Regions from separate parts of the Capra hircus genome. Here region 2 is linked to region 1. A link is a contact called in public Hi-C data. All regions are on one chromosome and are shown on one strand. Each heading gives the region's core, a stretch centred on a gene start, on an enhancer-like site or on the middle of the called end of the contact. The rest is flanking DNA. Distances are from core to core; before and after follow the strand shown.

Region 1 (5,149 bases), core at 1,458-3,957:
CAGCAGGAGGTGTGAATGAATGGATGGTTTTCCCATAATACTGGAAGCAAAAAAAAAAAAAGTTTAAAACTATTATTTAGGACTTCCCTGGTGGTAGAGTGGATAAGAAGCCACCTGCCAATGCAGGGGACACAGGTTCGATCCCTGTTCTGGGAAGATTCCACACGGTGCAGAGCAACTAAGCCGGTGAGCCACAGTTACTGAGCTCGAGTGCAGCAACTACTGAAGCCCGCACACCCAGAGCCCACGCTCCACAAGAGAAACCGCCGCAATGAAAAGCCTGTGCACCGCAACTAGAGAGCAGCCCTCACTCGCTGCAAATGGAGAAGGCCCAAGCACGGCCATAAATAAATAAATACATCTTTAAAAAAATTTATACATAAGCCATAACAGGTATGTGCTCTTTTTTTTTTTTTGAGAACTCTCTGGCAGCAAACACATCTTTGGGGGCCAAATCCTCTGAAATAAAGAGGCTGTTCCTTGGGCACAAACCTGCAGCTTTGTTGCTCTGATCCTCAAGTCCTCGGTGGTGGGAGTTTTCATGGCAATGATCCTAACCAGCTTGGAATTTTCCTTCTGCAACCAGTCCTCAAAGTTCCTCAGGGACTGGGGATAATCCTCATGGCTGCCTCCTTCCTCCCTGAGCAGACCTGCCTGCAGGAAGGCACAGCATGGTCAAAGCCTCAGAGTTTCTGCAAACAGCCCACTGGCCATGTGTCCTGGGAATTCCATCCAAGCAGAGGGTGGGGGATGAGGATGCCCAGAGGGAGATAAGAGGCACCTGGAGGGGCGAAGGGATGAGGAAAGCATCTCTACTCAATGTAGACATGATTAGGGACCAAGAACATTGCCCACTGCCACCTCTTTGGTCTCCTGAAGGCTACCAGCATCATCCCTTATCAGGATGTCTACAATGTGATCACCTTCTGCCACTTCTGTCCCTCTTCAAGTTAGGTGGCCAGAGTGATCTGTCCAAGATGCAAGTCCAGGGACTTCCCTGGTGGTCCAGTGGTTAAGAATCCACCTGTCGATTCAGGGGACCCAGGTTTGATCGCTAGTCTGGGAACTCAGATCCCACATGCCGCGGGGCAACTGAGCCGTGAGCCACACCTACCAGAACCTCTGCTCTAGAGCCCACAAGCTACAACTAATGAACCGACACGCTACAACTACGGAAGCCCACATGCTACAGCTACGGAAGCCCACATGCTACAACTACGGAAGCGCACATGCCCTGGAGCCTGTGCTGTGCAACAAGAGAAGCTGCCTCAGTGTGAAACCCGAGCCCTGCAGCGAAGAGTTGCCCCGGCTTGCCACAACTAGGGAAAGCCCGTGCATGGCAATGAAGAGCCCATGCACTGCAACAAAGACTCAGTGAAGCCAACGATTAAAAAATAAACAAAAATAAAAATAATAAATAAAATGCAAGTCCACTCAGCCACGCCATCACTTACACAGCTGAGTAGCTTCTCACACTCGATGCGGCCGGAGAGCCTCAGATTCTGGCCCTGCCTGGCTCTGCGGCTCATGAGACCTGCCCCATTGTCTGAGCCAGGGCCCACAGCCATCTAGCACCCGGCGCTGGTGCTGTCTCCCTCGGGTCCTTGCAGGCACAGTCTCCTCTGCATGGAACACACTCCGTTCCACCTCTCCTTGACTCCCACTCAGCTGTGAGGCGCCCTGAACATCTCATTTTCATCTCTCCAGGGAGGGCTTCGCTACCCCCAAGTCCTTCACTCTGCAGCAGGCTGCCGTGGCCTCTGGGTCTTCTGGCTCCATGAACCACGTGTTCTGTAAACCCTTATTCTATTGCATTGCGGTTCCTGCTTCCCTGCTTCTCAAAATGTGCTTCAAGGCCTAGCAGGCTTAGCATCACCTGGGAGCTTGTAGAAAAGCAGGGTGAGGGGTCCCAGTCCAGATCTTCTGAATCAGAATCTGCATTTTGGTACGATCTGGATGCACACGACAATCTGAAAAACTCTGTGCTGGATGCTACCTTCTCTGAGGGTTGAAAGTATCTCTGTTTTATTTACAGCTGTGTCCCAGCTCCAAGCACAGTTCTCAGAACACAGAAAGACTCAGTAAGAGCTTTCTGGATGGGGAAATGAGAGAAGGAATGGACGTGTCAATGAATTAGTGTGCTGTCTTTGAAGAACAAGGAATTAATTTCTTCTCATTGTGGTTCTTTTTTTTTAAAGGCTGTCAAGGAGAGGGATGGATGATATGATATAGTGAGGTTAGTTCTTTTTACAAAATGTAGTTTCTGTGTGTTATGTGTTAGTCGTTCAGTCGTGTCCAGTTCTTTGCGACCCCATGGACTGGAGCCCTCCAGGCTCCTCTAGTCCATGGGATTCTCCAAGCAAGAATATTAGAGCGGGTTACCATTCCCTTCTCTAGGGAGTCTTTCCAACCTAGGGATCAAACTCGGGTCTTCTGCATTGCAGGCAGATTGTTTACCATCTGAGCCACCAGGGCACCAAAAATACCTATCGTGTGTACTTCTAGTTTGCAGTCTGGTGCTGCTAGCAAGCTTCACACTCTGACACTCTCTTCCCTGCAAGGGAAGCAGTCGGATCTTCTGAGGGTGAGGGCCTGCCTGCCCTAGAGATGCCCAGGACCTTCCTCAGTGCAGACCCTGGGTCTGGGGTCCCAGAGTCCCTCTGCCCAGTGGCCCAGGGCACTCTTGTGTCACCACTGGGCAGGCTCACCAGATACAGGACAGGCCCCAGTCCTGAGCTGAGCATGTGGCCCCAGGCGGGGAGGGGGTTTACTGGTGACACCTTCCCACCATCACCTGACTCGGATCTGGGCCCTCCCCAGAAGCCCATGAGATGGACTTACCTGACGGCGATGCCGGGAAGTAAGATCCGTGGGGAGGATGAGAAACCCAGACTTTGGGATGTTATTGGTGAAAATCATTTTCTTCCCTGAATCCACTTCTGTCGTCCTCTGCAGCTGCCGGTTTCTGATGAGGCTGAGAAGTCAAATCCGCCCGGTCAACGTGATGATGAGATGGGGACTTCCCAGATCACGGGAGAAGTAACAGAACCGGGGAGGGAGGTGACTTCTGGTCCTCACAAGCCCATGCCTGTCCTTCGGGTCAGAAGCTGAAGCTCCCCAGGGCACCTGCGTTTCCAGTTCCCTGCCCGAGACTCACATTACCATCATCAAGGGGCATATATCTACCGATGCAGGTGAGGCCCCAGCCAGCAGGGGCTGGAGGCTAAACTGGGAAGCTTCCCTGCTCTTACTGCCTCTACTTAGAATTGCCTGGGGATGCCCGGAGGCGCCTGGCACCACGCCTGGCACACAGCAGAACCCCAGCCATCTGTTCTAGGAACATGGCTGAGCTCTCCCTGCTGGGAAGGAGGGTTGTCTGAGACCAGGCTCCAACCCAGGAGGCCCTCTCACCTCAGCAGGCTCTCCTCCAGCTGCCTCAAGGCCCTCCATGACTTGGTCAGCTCCTCCAGCTCCCCTTGGACCACAGCAGCTCCCTCCAGAGAAGACGCCTCCATCACCAGCCGGCCGAGCGCTTCCATCACGGGCAGCTGGGCTTCCTTCTCCGGGAATTCAGCCAGCAGCCTCTAAAGGACATACAATCACACACGTACACACACACACACACACACACACACACACACACACACAGTTAAGTCCTGGGGTGGTGGGGTGTCTGCTCCCTGGTATGAGAGCACCATTCACCACCCTCCGCCCGCCCCGAACCTGCCTTTGGGATGCAGGGGAGAGAATAAGCATCTCTGTGAGGAGATTCATCTTACCTCAACCTCAGCCTCCCGGGACTGGGCATCCCATGGGCCCGTGTCCCCACGGTAAGCCTCCAGCTTCTGTGTCATCACAGAGATCCACTGCCGCAGCTTCAGCAGATCGTGGTTGAAGGTGCAATGTTCCCGCAGGCTCTGCTGGCGTCCTTCCAGGAGGTCCTGTGGAACAGCCCCAGGGGAACCAGGCTGAAACCCCTGGCTACCCCATCCTGCAGGACCCTCAGCCCTGCCAGAGCCCTGGGGTGAGATGGCCCCCAGGGCTCCCCACCCAGGGAGGAACACGAGAGGTTGATCTTCTCTTCTGCACAATGCAAGGAATTGACTCCGGAAAGACCAAGTCTGGTTTACAGTGCCTCTAAGCCTGTTCTGCTTTTATGGGAAGTACCAAGTCTGGGTGAGGGTATGGGCGATGGGTGCTCTCTTCCACCACCAGTGTGGGGTATAAACTGGTACAACCACTTGGGAAGACTATCAGTTGGTGCCTACTAAAGCTGAACAGGTATCTGTGTGGCACAACCATTTCACCCCTGCATGTAACACAACAGGTGTGAACTTCACTTTGCAGCCAAATAGAGTGGGTATATTCTGATCGCCATCTAGAAGCACTTACTTTATTGAAAAGCATTATTTTATTTTTTCATTGACATATAGTTGAATAGGAAATCAACCCTGACTATTCACTAGGAGGACTGATGCTGAAGCTGAAGCTCCAGTACTTTGGCCACCTGATGTGAGGAGCTGACTCACTGGAAAAGACCCTGATGCTGGGAAAGATTGAGGGCAGGAGGAAAAGGGCGCAACAGAAGATGAGATGGTTGGATGGCAGTGTTTACTTAATAGACATGAGTTTGAGCAAACTCCGGGAGATAGTGGAGGATAGGGTAGCCTGGCATGCTGCAGTCCATGGGGTCGCAAAGAGTCAAATACAACTGAGTAACTGAACAACAGCAATAATTGATTTACAATGTTTCAGGTGTATAGCAATGTGATTTCATTAAATTTCTATCAATATAAATATGTATACATCTATATAGATATCTGTATATATACATTTTCTTTTTCAGAGTCTTTTTCCATTATAGGTTATTATTAACATATTATTTTCTTATCATTTGTTTGCTTTTATTTCTCTTTTTGATGATAGAAAAAGCATTATATTAAATTTGTAAATCGTGTGGGTAACTTGTACTATCTATGAATTTCAGGGTTGCAAAGACGATGCCAGAAATTCTTTATTAAAATGGAGCACACAGGGTCCAGAAGGGTGAGAAATCCTGCCTTAAACTAAACACTTTCCTGAGCTGCAGATGCCTGAGAGCTGGCTTTGCACACCTGGGACTCTTGTTACAGATGCAGACCCAGGACTT
Region 2 (5,334 bases), core at 559-3,058, 80 kb after region 1:
GGGGGCACAGTTCCAGGAAACAGAGCAAAACCGCCTGTTTACGCGGTGCAACTCCCTGCTCTGCCTCTCAGCGCCTGATCACTGATAGCCAGCCGTTGGCTGTGCCCCTAGTTGTGCAGGAGGTGAGGCTGGACCCTTGCAGAGTTAACTTCTGTTCTTGGCTGTGTGGCTCTGGGCAAATCACTCACTCTCTCTGGACCTGTTTCCTCTCCTCTTAAGGTTTGAAGGAGGCTGTGCTGCCAGGCTCAGAAAAGCAGCGATTCTGTGACAGTCACTTTTCCCCACTGTCTCCTCTTTTCCTCATTCGGAGAAATGTGGCATGCCCCGTGGGCATGTCAGGCTCCCCAACTGGCAGCCCTTGGCTGTAAAAGGCCCATCAGTAGTGCCAGGAGGAACCTGGGAGAGGGTCCCAGGGCAGTCCTGGGCCAGCGCTTCAGAGCCAAAGTAGTAAAACAATGACATTCATGATCACCCCAGCCGGGTTGTAATCCCCGCCTTAGAATTTTGGAAGGGAGGTCAGTGGGCTGTGCGGGGCACTCAATACTAATGGGTTGGCCAAAGGGCCATATACACCAGGTCCGCTGTTCGGAATCAAAATCTGAAGATTCTTAAGAGGAATCGGCAACCATGTGGGGCTCCTTCAGGCCCTACAGGCGATTTCTGGTCTCACTCTCCCCGCCTTTAGAGATACTGGGATGAGGCTCAGAGAGGCGGAGAAGCTTGCCCAAGGCTGCACAGCTCCGGGGATTCTGAACTAAACCGGTCCTGCCTGCGAGTGCGACTTCACCTTCCCACCGTGGGTGCGGGGATCTCTCAGGCAGGCACTACGGAGCGAGCTCGCGGTGGCCGGGAGCGGGTATTCCTGCCGGCGTTCACCGCCCGGGTCGGGGACACGCGGCGCAGTGACAGGTCCGCTTGCCCCAAGCGGAGGCAGAATGAAGACTGGAGGCGGCGCCCGACCCTGCGGGGACGTGCTGCCCGGGGCTTACAGGCTGCTCCTTCGGGGAGGGTCGGGGAGCGAAAACGTTCGGGGATTTCGCAGGCGGCAGGGAACGGTTGGGTTTAAACTAAAAATACGCGCCCGCCCGCAGCTGTCACAGCAGGGCCCCCGCCCCCGCGCCCCGGCGCGCCTCTCCAGGTCCCCTTGACTTTCGGCGATCACGATTCCTGGCGTGCGGTTGGTGAGGGGGGTCACCAGGGCTGGGCCGGGGTGGGTGTTGAGGATCTGACCCTCCGGTCCCTGTTCTGGTCCCCCGGCCCCACGCCACTTACCCGGACGGGAGCTTGCAGGAGCGCGGCGCCGCGGGCAGTCCGGGCCGAGCCACCCTCCTCCTCCCTGCGTCCCGGGCGGCTCCGGAGCGTGGCGGGGCCGGGGCGGGGCCCGGACACGCCCCCGCCCCGCCCAGTCCCCTCCGGACCCGCCACGCGAGCCGCCCCCAGGGCCCTGCCGAGGCGGCTGGGCGGGCAAGAGGCGCGCGGCGATCCGCGCGCTCGGCGGAGGGCCCGGAGGCCCGGGCTCAGCTCGGCGGGAGCCTTCGCAGACCCCCTCCCCGGGGGTGCAGGGGAAGAGAGCGCTGTCATGGGGACTCCCGACTCTCACCCCTGGTCACGCGCCCAGGGCTGCCCTCTCCCGCTCGGGAGCCGCCCTGAGTCCTGGCCACCTTCCTGCCTCCGCCTGGGTCTCATCCTTAGAGACGGTGCGGAGCTGCCGAATTCCTCTGTGCGCCTAGCCTTAGGGAGGGGGTTGGGGGCCTGGTGGGTCTTGCCCTCTCTGAGCCGAGGTGGGGGCAAAGGCTGGGACACCCCCCTCCCGGAGGCGCGAAATCCAAGGAGGAAGTGACACCTATCAACCAGCGTGACGGTGGGGGCGCCCCATCCGGCCCCTCCCACTCCACCGTCCCGGGAGCCTCCAAGCCAGGGATGTTCCCGCCCCAGGCTCCGGTGGGAGGACCCCAGGATACCGAGGGGAGGCGATGGGGGCTGAGTCACCAGGAATGTGAATCCCGCCCGTGATCGACCTCCCACAGACCCCAGGTCCACTAATGTGCTCTCCTCGGCCTCCCCGTGCGCCCCGCCCCCCAGCGGACACTTCCTCCGACGCTCCTGCGAATCCCAGATCCAGGGTCTCCCAACTCCTTAACCTCTAAATCTCATCTGCCTTTGCCTTTGTGCTCCCAGCACTTGCAGGCCTTTGGACCGTCCTCCCCCCCAGCGCTGATCTTTGTCAGAGTAGTAATTAGAGGTTTGCGCGAGAGGTTCCGTTTCCTTTGAACGGAGATGAAAGCGACTCACGTGAAGGATACAACTTGCAGAACCCTTGTACCACGTGAACTCCAGTCTTCACAATTTAGGTGTGGCTGCTCCCATTCTGCAGATGAAGAGTTAGGTGGTGGTTCTTCAGTCCCTCAGTCGACTCCGGCTCTTTTCGAACCCATGGACTGCAGCAGGCCAGGCTCCCCTGTCCTTCGCTATCTCTGGGAGCTTGCTCAAACTCATGTCCACTGAGTTGGTGATGCCATCCAACCATCTCATCCTCTGTCGTCCCCTTCTCCTCCCGCCTTCAATGTTTCCCAGCATCAAGGTCTTTTCCAACAAGTCAGCTCTTCGAATCAGATGGCCACAGTATTGGAGCTTCAGCTTCAGCATCAGACCTTCCAATAAATATTCAGGGTTGATTTCCTTTAGGATTAGGGCTTCCCTGGTGGCTCAGAGTCTGCCTGCAGTGTGGGAGACCCCAGTTCGAGCCCTGGGTCAGGAAGATCCCCTGGAGAAGGAAATGGCAACCCACCCCAGTACTCTTGCTTGGAAAATCCCATGGATGGAGGAGCCTGGCGGGCTACAGTCCACAGGGTCGCAAAGAGTAGGACACAACTGAGCCACTTCACTCACTCTTCCTTTAGGATTGACAGGTTGGATCTCCTTGCTGTCCAAGGAACTCTCAAGAGTCTTCTCCAGCACCACAGTTCAAAGGCCTCAGTTCTTTGGCGCTCAGCCTTTTTTCTTGTCCAGCTCTCACATCCGTACATGACTACTGGGAAAACCATAGCTTTGACTACACGGACCTTTATACAGACCTTTGTAGTCAAAGTAATGTCTCTGCTTTTTAATATGCTGTCTAGGTTGGTCATAGCTTTTCTTCCAAGGAGTAAGCATCTTTTAATTTCACGGCTGCAGTCACCATCTGCAGTGATTTGGGGGCCCAAGAAAATAAAGTCTGTCACTGTTTCACTGTTTCCATTGTTTCCCCATCTATTTGCCATGAAGTGACTGTAACTGTCCCAAATCTAAGGCTTCCCTGAGGGTGTTTTCCTCTTTTGGTTCCTTAGTGAGGTTGATAGGCTCTCTATCAATGTTTGTTGAATAAATCAGTGTAGAAATCAGTGTCCTAAGATTAAATTGTAAAGCAAGACCTGTGTGTGTGTGTGTGTTTTCCAAATGGAGGGCAAGGCAAATTGTTTTCCAAATGCCAAAGCTCAAGAGTTAAGGCTGGGTTAACTAGCCTGAGTTAAATGCCTGAGTGTCAGCCACACCTCCTACTCAGAACCCATTTACTAAGTTGTAATTATTCACAGGGTCAGAGGAGATACACACAAAGGGCCTCTTTCATCCTTGCCCTTCGATTATTCTAGATGTCCAATTGTGTTTCCTATTATCACCCTGACTCCTGTGGGTTGCTACCACAGGCTTTGGGATTACAGCAGTCTAGCTGAGGGTACAGACGGCGTTCAACAATTATTACAATCCTGGGCATCTGGAAAATGTGCTTTGCTTTCCCAATGCTTCCACATGTATCTCCTTGTTAAATCTCTGCGAGGATCCTTGCCGTAAGTTACGAAAAGTTTAATGAGTTCTCTTCTGATGGAAAGAGTTCAGGTGATTTGCACCGGGAGGATGAAGACAGCTCTGACAACACTCCTGAAAGGTTGAGGCTGAGAGACGGTTTGGTTTGTTGCACTGGGGAGCCGAAAGCTCAGGCTCTGGTACCAAACTGCCCAAGTTTGCAACTTTCAGCTCATTACTCAACCTTGGTTTCCTTTTCTGTTAAGTGGGTCTAATAATAGCAAGCTCTCTTGAATGGTTTTGTGCTTGGTATTGTGAGCACCCAGCTCTCGTGAACTGTTCTGGGGGCCGTAGGTTCAGGATGGTTCCTGGCAGACAGCTATTCAGTCTTTTTGTTTGTTTGTTTGTTTGTATTCTGAGCCACAGGGCTTGTGGGATCTTAGTTCCTGAAAGGGGTTGAACCCAGGCCCTCAGCCATGGAAGTGCAGAATCTTCACCACTGGACTGCCAGGGAATTCCCTATTCAGTGTTTCATCAGACATTTCCTGAGCACTACTACATGTTAGCCCATAGGAATATGGAGAAGGATGAGTCAAGGACGGTCACCTGGAAGGAGGTCACAGGGCAGGGATTCTATGTCCAAGGGGCTGTCGCCTAAACAGGGTAGCGTGGTATAGAGACAGACTGTCCCTCTCACTACAGAGCATCAGCCAAAGCTGAGAGACCCAAATCCCAGGCCCAGTTCTGCTGCTTAACTGAGGGAACCTTAGCAAGTAACATTGTAGGACCTTATTTTCCCATCTGTTAAATGGGGATAGCAACAATATTTCATAGGCAAGAACATATGAGATTAAAATATTTTATAAACTGCAAAATACCATGCAGATGTTACTAGTTTTATTATTATTATTAGCTTTAGCTTTACAGGGCTTAGTGCTTTTCAGGATAGTTTACTGTTGCTTTCTTTAAGCCTGACAAAAATGAGACCCTCCTTTTTGTTCATTCTCTGGCAAACTTAGGCCACTTCAAACAGTGCCTATGGAAGGGGAAAAAGTTGAGTAAGCAATATAGAAGAACGGGGGAGTTTGCAAGTAGGAAGGCTATAAAAACTTCAACTCATTTGTCTTTTCAGCATTACCCACTGCTACAGAAAAGAGTGAAGCTTATCTGGAAAGAAAATTCTGGCAAAGATGACGGGAGAGCCCCTGTGCCGTCTCTGGAGTGGAGTACAGGAAGCCCCACCCCAGGCCTGCCTTTCAGAAGTGGCCCAGAGAGGGAACCACAAGGAGGCCCTAAAATGATGCCTTTTGGAAATTCTGACTCATTTGGCGGCGGGGGTTATTTATGCCACGTTCAAAAGGTCTCCCGAGGAGTGAAATATTGACTGTTCTTCCGCCATGTCTCTCCCCTGTGGCCAGCGTCTCCACCACTGCGCACCCAGAAGCAGGGGCCAGTTTCAAAAGCCTGGAGAGGTTATTCAGGTTTGTTTCAAATTTGTCTCAGCTCGCTAACTGCGACAGCGATCCTGTACAAGTCTTATTTTGTGTGATTCTT

What was found. A called contact is a pair of places that touch in the nucleus more often than the background predicts.
Region 2: a Hi-C map of blood shows a contact between it and region 1, with 2.7 times the contacts expected there. The contact joins the promoter of SYNE3 here to the enhancer-like site in region 1. A contact is called at or near these places in 2 of 5 Hi-C or Micro-C datasets (both in blood).

The regions. Positions count from the first base shown.
Region 1 is chr21:59,632,189-59,637,337 of ARS1.2, forward strand. It overlaps SYNE3 (nesprin-3), which reads right to left. Exons shown (of 18, transcript XM_018066222.1): 12 at 3,780-3,941; 13 at 3,412-3,584; 14 at 2,842-2,974; 15 at 493-654. Among named protein-coding and RNA genes, the nearest start is that of SYNE3, 80 kb to the right of the region's middle. Within about 2 kb of position 2,708, at least 1 of the 5 cell types and tissues checked has an H3K27ac peak or open chromatin away from gene starts, as enhancers often do.
Region 2 is chr21:59,713,038-59,718,371 of ARS1.2, forward strand. It overlaps SYNE3 (nesprin-3), which reads right to left and starts at 1,809. Exons shown (of 18, transcript XM_018066222.1): 1 at 1,601-1,809.